2 separate regions of the Sus scrofa genome follow, and region 1 is linked to region 2. Evidence: chromatin contacts called from public Hi-C data. All regions are on one chromosome and are shown on one strand. Each heading gives the region's core, a stretch centred on a gene start, on an enhancer-like site or on the middle of the called end of the contact. The rest is flanking DNA. Distances are from core to core; before and after follow the strand shown.

What was found. A called contact is a pair of places that touch in the nucleus more often than the background predicts.
Region 1: a contact with region 2 is called in a Hi-C map of omental adipose tissue, with 2.7 times the contacts expected there. The contact joins two enhancer-like sites. A contact is called at or near these places in 2 of 5 promoter capture datasets (fetal liver and liver), 25 of 47 Hi-C or Micro-C datasets (adipose tissue, alveolar macrophages, brain and 14 more) and 2 of 2 datasets of contacts at active chromatin or transcription factors (alveolar macrophages and skeletal muscle).

Annotation. Positions count from the first base shown.
Region 1 is chr1:164,789,099-164,792,975 of Sscrofa11.1, forward strand. The region is part of intron 3 of LOC102161686 (a long non-coding RNA gene); the gene reads left to right. Among named protein-coding and RNA genes, the nearest start is that of SMAD6, 140 kb to the left of the region's middle. Within about 2 kb of position 2,118, at least 24 of the 83 cell types and tissues checked have an H3K27ac peak or open chromatin away from gene starts, as enhancers often do. A contact at or near this core is called in omental adipose tissue and retroperitoneal adipose tissue, where this site is marked.
Region 2 is chr1:164,575,012-164,578,763 of Sscrofa11.1, forward strand. No RefSeq gene overlaps it. Among named protein-coding and RNA genes, the nearest start is that of LCTL, 37 kb to the left of the region's middle. Within about 2 kb of position 1,995, at least 7 of the 83 cell types and tissues checked have an H3K27ac peak or open chromatin away from gene starts, as enhancers often do. A contact at or near this core is called in omental adipose tissue and retroperitoneal adipose tissue, where this site is marked.

The DNA of each region.
Region 1 (3,877 bases), core at 868-3,367, 210 kb after region 2:
ATTGTAGAGGGTGAGTGCCAGCTCCTCAGCCCTTCCTGTCTTGGGGTCACAATTCAATCCCACTGGTCCCCCTCCATGCCTCGCTTCTGGCAGAAATGTCACAGACTGGCCCTGTTTTCAACCTGTGTGAATTTCCTTTGACTCCGCTGGCACCTCGTTAGGTGTGAGGTGGGGGCAGCCGGAGGGAGATTCCAGAGGTCAATGTCACCCAGGCCAGGACCAGGGCAGGAACCTCCCTTCTCACTGCCTCCAGGTGTCAGTTTCAATGTCACCTCATCAGAAGGGCCCCCCCCGCCCCACAACCTGCCCTTATGTCCTCCTCCCCATCCTCTCCCACAGCCTCTGCTCTTTCTTCAGGGCCCCCATCATCACTCACCTGTACTTCTGTCTTCAGCAGTCTGTCCTGCCTTACAGGCCTGTAAGCGCCTCCAGGGCAGGAGCTGTGACCGTCTGTTCCCCACAGGGCCCTGCTGCCTGGCACATACATGTAACAGTAGGTGTTTGAGGGAAGAATAAATAAATGCGTGAGGCAGAACTGCTCTGGCAGGGATGTAGATACTACAGCGGGGAAGGAAGGGTTTGTTCTGGTGTGTGGGTGTGGTTGCAGAGGTTTCAGAGGGAGCTGCTCTAGGTGGGGGAGAGCAGGAGGCCTCTCCTGAAAGATACCCTGAAACTCAGGTCCTTCCTTTATGAGCCAGAGGCCCCCTGGGAAGCTGTGTGGGGTGGGGGTCAGGGGTCCCTGCATCTGGAAAGGCAGCGCCTGGATTCCCAGATGCAGGCAACCTGGGTTCCCACCCTCCACAGCACTCCAAGTGGCTCTGGAGAGACGGTCCTTCCCTTGCGGGAGGAGAGGCAGCCCAGGCCTTCTCCCTCTGGACACACTGGCCCTTAGACAGGGCCTCTCCCCTGGAGCTTCTCTCCCTGGCAAGAGGCCTCTAGCCTAACCCCCAGTGAGGGCCAGAGGCCTGCCTGGGTCACAGAGCCACAGAGCTGGGACTCGCTTCAGGCACAAGGTCTCCAGCTCCCGTCGTCCACCATGTGAGGCTTGAGGGCCTTAGTTAGGTTGGTCAGCACGAAGCAGGCAGCCCCAACCGTGGATCCCACACTCTGTCTGCAATTAAACTGGAAGCCCAGTGTCCCCAGGCAATCTCGGGGATCAGTGCCGCTGCCTTGCGGAGGGCATCTTCTCTGGTTGTGCCCGCAGCCACCCTCTGCTCACGTGCGCCATGCTCAGGACACTGAGGGCTGACTTCAGAAATGCCTGTTTTCTGGGCTGTAAAGGTGTCTTCTGACTCCTGGCTGGAGAAGTGGGAAGGGAGGGAAGGCTGTGCCTCCTCCATCAGCTCCAGGACTCTTTGGTCTCCACTCTCCAGCCCTTTTGCGCTGAGTCTCATCCCACGACACCCGAGGCTGTCTAGGTCCCCTCACACACCTCCTACTCCAGGCCAGAGCCCTCTGGAGGCCTGGGGTGCAGGCCTGGGTCAGGTCGGGAGCGGGGTGTGGGAGGCTAGGTCTTCCAGCGCCCTCTTCCTGGGAGTTCCCCTGGTCGTGGATGACATCTTACTTGTTCCTGTGCCCCCGAATCCACACCAGAGCCTGGCATAGAGGGGGCTCTTGTGACATGAAAGAGGCGACATAGAATATCATTTGAGGGCTTCTAGAAAGACATTCCAGGCCCGTGATTCCCTTCCCCCTAGCTCCCCAGAAGCCACAGTCTGGAATTCCACCAAGAGAGGCGTGTGCCTTGACATTTTCTTCATAGGAGTAAATCAGAAGATTAGTTTATTCTGCTCCTGGGCCCAGAGGCCTCAGGAACTTCTGAGAGCCAGACTGGAGATATGGGTGGGGAGGGGTCCACCAGCCTGTTCTTCAGCTTCTGGAAGAGAAGAGCTGAGACCCCAGGGAGGGGCTGACCTCTGGAGACAGGCTTGGGCTGCAGGGGCCCTTGGGGCCGGCGGGAACAGCAAGGCCTGTCTGGGAGGGAGCCTCTGACAGACGCTTTATCAGGCCCTGTCGCCGGCGTTATCTGTGGCTTCTCAGCAAAGAAGGAGCCACAGTCCTCAGCCACCCTCAGACCACTCCAGGCCTGGAACAAAGCAGCCGAGTCAGCTGGCAGCCCCATGGCTCCACTGTTAGACTGTGGGCTTTGCAGCCCCGAGGCCCACGTGGGGTGTTCAGGGGGGTGGCTGGCCCGGCCTGGCGACGGCCCGTCTGCTGGGACTCCCCCGCCAAGTGCCCGCTGCCGCAGGGACCACCTCCCTGGAGCCTGTCTGCAGAATGGGAATGGGGCATCGGGTCACCCCGGCCCCTGAAGAGCCCGGCTGAAATGTCAGCCACAAAGAACGGGACACAGAAGGGCCTGTCCAGGAACAAGGGCCAAGTGTTGGCGTGGAATGATGGCCAGGGCCGAGCTGGTCAAATGTTTACTTGGAATGGTTCAAGTGGGCACCTTCCAGCCACGGGGGCAGCTGGTGGTGTCTGGCATGGGGCCCCTCTACCCACCACCACAGAGTTCAGACTCACCCTAGATGGGCTCGAATCCAAAAGCGCTCAGAGGGGGCTACCAGTCTAGGCCCTGGCATTGCCACTCCCTCTCAGTCCCTACCCACTATTGGGGAGAGAAAGAGCTGGGAAGGCAGGTTCAACCTCTCCCATTCTGGAAGCACCTGCTTCTCTGGCCTCCTGCAGGGCTGCTATGAAGAGTTGGGCAGGTTGTGCTCTGCAAAAGAACCTCGACACTGAAGCAAGTGGACTGGAAATCCTTGCAACGGGGCAGGGAGCTATATCAGCCTAGAGGGTGCTTTTTTTGCATAGGTCTTGCTAGGAGGAGGCACCTTTGCATGCTGAGCATTGGGGACATTAAAGTGACAGCATGGTTCTTTTGGTAGGACTGGTTTATAGTTTGTTATGGATAGGGTGGCTTGATATAATACAGGATGCCCAGTTGGATGTGAAATTCAGATAAACAACTACACTTTTTTTTTTTTTAAGTGTATTTGTGTCCCAATGCAATATTGTAATGTCTGTGTCATGGGTGAATGAAGATCAGACCTTCCCACAAATCCCCCTCGGCACATAACGCCCTAAGGGGTCATGGAGGAGACTCTGGGAGGCTGAAGAGAAGCCAGTGTGGCTGGAGAGGAGCCTAAGAGGTGACAGGGGCAAGATGGAGTGCTCTCTTGAAGGCTGAGGATCTCTGAATGAAATGGGGCCACGGGAGGGTTTGAGTAGGGGACTCAAGTTGTAACTGGCTCCCTCTGGTGGTGGTGTTGAGAATAGACTGGAGGGGCCTGCCAGGGTAGGCAGACCTGTGAGGTGACTGCAGGGGCCGTCCAGGCCAGAGGGCCAGGGCAGTGAGCTTGGCGCTGGAGAGAAATGGCTGATTCTGGCCGTAGGAACTTTTTGTTAGGGAACATGCCAAACATGCACAGCAGTAGCAAGAATAATACAAAGAACTCCTATGTCCCCATCACCCATTTTAACCTTCAGCTCACAGCCAATTCTGTTTCCGTAGTGGAAACCTGTCCCCCTTCTTGACAACTGGATTATTTTGAAACACATCCCAGATATCATATTATTTCAATCATAAATGTGTCAGTATGTATCACTGAATGGTAAGGCCTGGATGTATTTTGAAGCAGAAGCCACTAGGAATTTGCCTCCAGAGTTTAAGCAGCTGTTGAGAGAGAGGAGGCCCCTGACCTTGTGAAATCCATGGCTGGGCAGTTAGTTCCCAGGTCTTAGGACCACCTCTCCTACAGCTTTCTAGTGTTTTCCTCCTCAGGTCTCCTGTCTCCACCCTCCTGTCTGCAGGCACTCCTAGCGTGATGCTCCTCAGAACTTGGTCTTGGGACATAGGTGTGGACTCCCCACTGGA
Region 2 (3,752 bases), core at 745-3,244:
TCGCCCACTTTTAAGTTGTCTGTTTCATATTGATTATAAAAGTGCCTTACATATGAAGGACATCATCAAATGAATTGGTGGCTTGTCATAATTACTGGCAAATATTTTTTCTTAATTTGTTCATGTTCTCTTGATTTCAGTTTCATTTCCAAAATCTATATAGTAACAGCTATCCGTATTCCTTTCATGGAGTCCTGGATTCTTGATATGTTGTATTTTTAATACTGTAATCCCAGAGATTGGGAAGGTGCTTAATCCACATACTGCGATTTAGAGGAGAAAGGGCTTTGGCATTTGCAGCTGCAAAATGAGCGGTGCAGAAGACCTGTCCTTTTAGGTCTGGTCTCTGATATCTGGAGCAAGATAAGGGCAGACGAGAGACAGCTTGGTGTGACGGAAAGTCCTAGACATTAGTGCCCCACCCGGTTGTCGTGTCCTCCCTCAGCCCGTTTTTTAAAATATAAAATGAGGGGGTTGATTCAGTTGAACTGCAAGGTCACTTCCTGTTGTAATATTTGACGGTCTGTTCATACATAGTGTGCCCTCAGACAGGTCGCTCTCTCTCTTGGGAACTATTTCTCGTCCTCCATGAAAGGCTTCAGTAGAACAGGATAATGAGTCAGGTCCCTTCCAGCACTGAAGACTCCTGACTCTTCATCCTTCGTTTGTAGAGCTCCACCCTTCGCTGAGCCTCAGAGGTACCGGGGAGCAGTCAAGAACACAGATGCCTAGTCCCCACCCCAGAACAATTAAATTAGAACCCCCAGAGGTGGCCTCTCAATAGCTTTTAATGCTCCCAGCTGATGGATGCGCCATGTATCTGGGGTGGACCTGAGATCCTGCATTTCCAGTGAGCTCCAGGTGTGGCTAATGCTGTGGGTTCAGGACCACTCTTGTAGTAGGAGGCTAGCAGCACCAGCATCCCCCAGCAGCTGCCTAGAAATTCAGTTTCACATCAGTTCCCTCAGGCTGGCTTCCCCAAGTACTTCTGCTAGGAGAAAGGACAGGACCAGACCATCCTAGCCCCCAAAAAGGATCAGGAGCCCTGATGCAGCTGTACTTTGCATTATTTGGAAGTCAAGAGGATAGTGGTTTTGGGTGCTTTTGCTCTCTCTCTTTTTTTTAAATTAAAATTGATGTACACTATTATATAAGTTGTGGGTGTACAATGTAGTGAGTCACAATTTTTAAAAGTTATACTCCATTTTTGGTTATTATAAAATATAGGCTATATTCCCCATGTTATACAACACATATCTTTGCAGCTGATTTTATATATACTAGTTTGTACCTCTAAATCCCCTCCCCCAAACTGCCCCACCCCCTTCCCTTTTGCTCTCTTTCCAACACAGAAGGAAGAAAAGGGTGTAGGGGCCCTGCTCAGCTACTAAAGAGTTCCCTGGGCTATTGCTATTTGAAGTGGATCTTGGATGAGCCTCCATTTCCTCATCTGTATAATGGGGCGAGTGCTGCCTCCTTCTCTTAGGTTTTTCAGTTTTAGGTCAAATGACATTCAAGCAAAGCAACTAGCCTGGCACATAGTAGGTGCTCAAGTCAATCCCATCCAGCCCTTGGCTGGGGCTTACTATGAAATAGATAATGGCTGGATCTTGGTGTTAGAGTCATACATTGTGTTTACAGGGGTCAGACAGACCTGGTTTGCCCCTCACTAGTCATAAGACCTTAGATGAGTCGCTTCATCTCCCTGCAACTCCATTTGCTCGCCTGTCAATGCCGAGAGTCAAACCACTTTGGCAGCGTTGTCATAAAGATTAAATGAGGTGACACATGTGAGGTGTGGAGGGCCAGGCCTGGAGCCATTCTGGAATTCAGGCTGTGGGTAGCTGCCTCCCTCCCACCCTGGGGGAGCCCCAGCTTCAGAAAACAGTGTCCCCTTTTACTCTGCCGGCCACTGAGGTCACTATACCACAATCACTGAGCGCTGGAGAGCAAATATCCCCTGTCAGGCCCTGCCTTTTTCTTGGCTGCTGCCGCTCTGGCCAGCCAGATTTGGGTTGGCCGGCAGAGGAAGTGGCTGGGCTTTGATGTGAGCTGTGGTGAGGCTGGGAGATGGGGGTGTGCAGACCCCAGCCTGACTTGGTGGCTCAGGGTCAGCTCCTACTCTTTACCCCAGGGCCTGGCAGAGCCCTGCCACCTGGGGCCAATGGAGGGAGGTAGCTTGGTATCAGTGGGTCCTCATACCATCCCTCAGATACGGGTATGTTGTTATCCCCTTTATAGGTGGGGAAACTGAGGGAATTACTCCTCAGCTCTGGTGACCCCCAGGGTGCATGGGCAGACAGACATGCCTCCCCATGTGCTGTGGGTCTGAAGGTCCAGCCATTCCCTGAGAGGGGCTTGGTCTCCAAAAGACCCCCATTTACATGGGAACGTCAGGCCCTGCAAAGATTTAGTGGGCATCTGATTTGCACCTGGCCCTGTGGCTGGCTAAGGGAGCAGGGAGGAGGCATCAGACAGCCCCTACCAGGTACAGCTTCAGATCCCAGCACAGCCATTGGCCAACTCCTTGGACAGCCCCTCTGGGCCTCAGTTTCCTCATCTGTAAAATGAGGACTGGGGAAATTTAAAGTACTGTGTGTGAAAGTGATTTTTAGAACTGTACTGTTTATGCATGTGAGGGATTATTAGCACTCCTGAGCTAAAACCCTAGTCTCTGTTACTGAAAAAAAGCACAGGAGAGAATGGATGAGGGGCTTTGACAAATCACACAGGAGGGGATGTACTTCTAACCAGAAAGCTAAAAGGGGGCAGAAGGCTGCTTATTTTTCAGAGGGGGACAAAGAAGAGAAGAGGCCCAGGGGAGGGTTTTGCAAGGACTGGAGAGGCAGAAATTGATCCCAGCTCTTGGCGGAAGTCCTCAGTCTGGAACTGCTGCACAACTCTGGGAAAGTGCTATGACCTCTCTGGGTCTCAGTTTCCCCTCTGTCAGTCACACGGAGGGACTGCTGGGAAGGTATTTCTTCTGAAGCATGTGTGCATCCTTTGGCTCCTCTAATTCTGCTCTGGACAAGGTAGTCCTGGGTCCTTGGGAGGTGAGGAGGGAGGGGAAGATCCCAGCTGACCCACAGGCAGTGCAGTCCCAGGTTGGGACCCGAGGCAGGCAGAGAAGCCCAGGCTGCAGACTTGTGGGCCCGAGGTGGGGAGGAGGAGGAGGAAGAGGAGGAGGCAGGGGATGGTTGCCAGCCAGGAAATGTCTGCTGGCTGGCATCAGGCGTGCTCGAGCTAGTGCGCTTCCTGTAAGCGGTACACACGAGCCTGGTGACCTCACCCCTCAGACATTCTGGGACAGCCCCCCATTCCAAAGAGGCCGACCCATTGTCCCCTGGAACAGCAAATGGGCAGCATCCAAAGACATCCATTCATTCAGCAATGTTTACTGAGCACCCGCTTTGGGTGGGCACCACGCCAGACACGGGCACACAGAGAAGAGACTGGAGCTCAGTGGCCAGTGGGTCTATGTTTTCCAGCTGGGCCCCCACACCTGGAGCTGGCACCATTCTCCTTGCCTGCTCTTTTGGTTGGGACTTGGTGGTCATCACTGATGAGGGAGACTCCCTAGAGCGTGTAAACCTTGGGGGCATTGGGGAAATGACCCCCCAACACTGAATTGGCCTCACTCATGCCAAGCACTGCATGGGGGAGTCGGCCTTTATTGTCTCATTGAAGTTTCCCAACAATGAATAGATGGCACCATTCTCATTTCCAGGGACAACTGCAGTGAGTGACCTTGC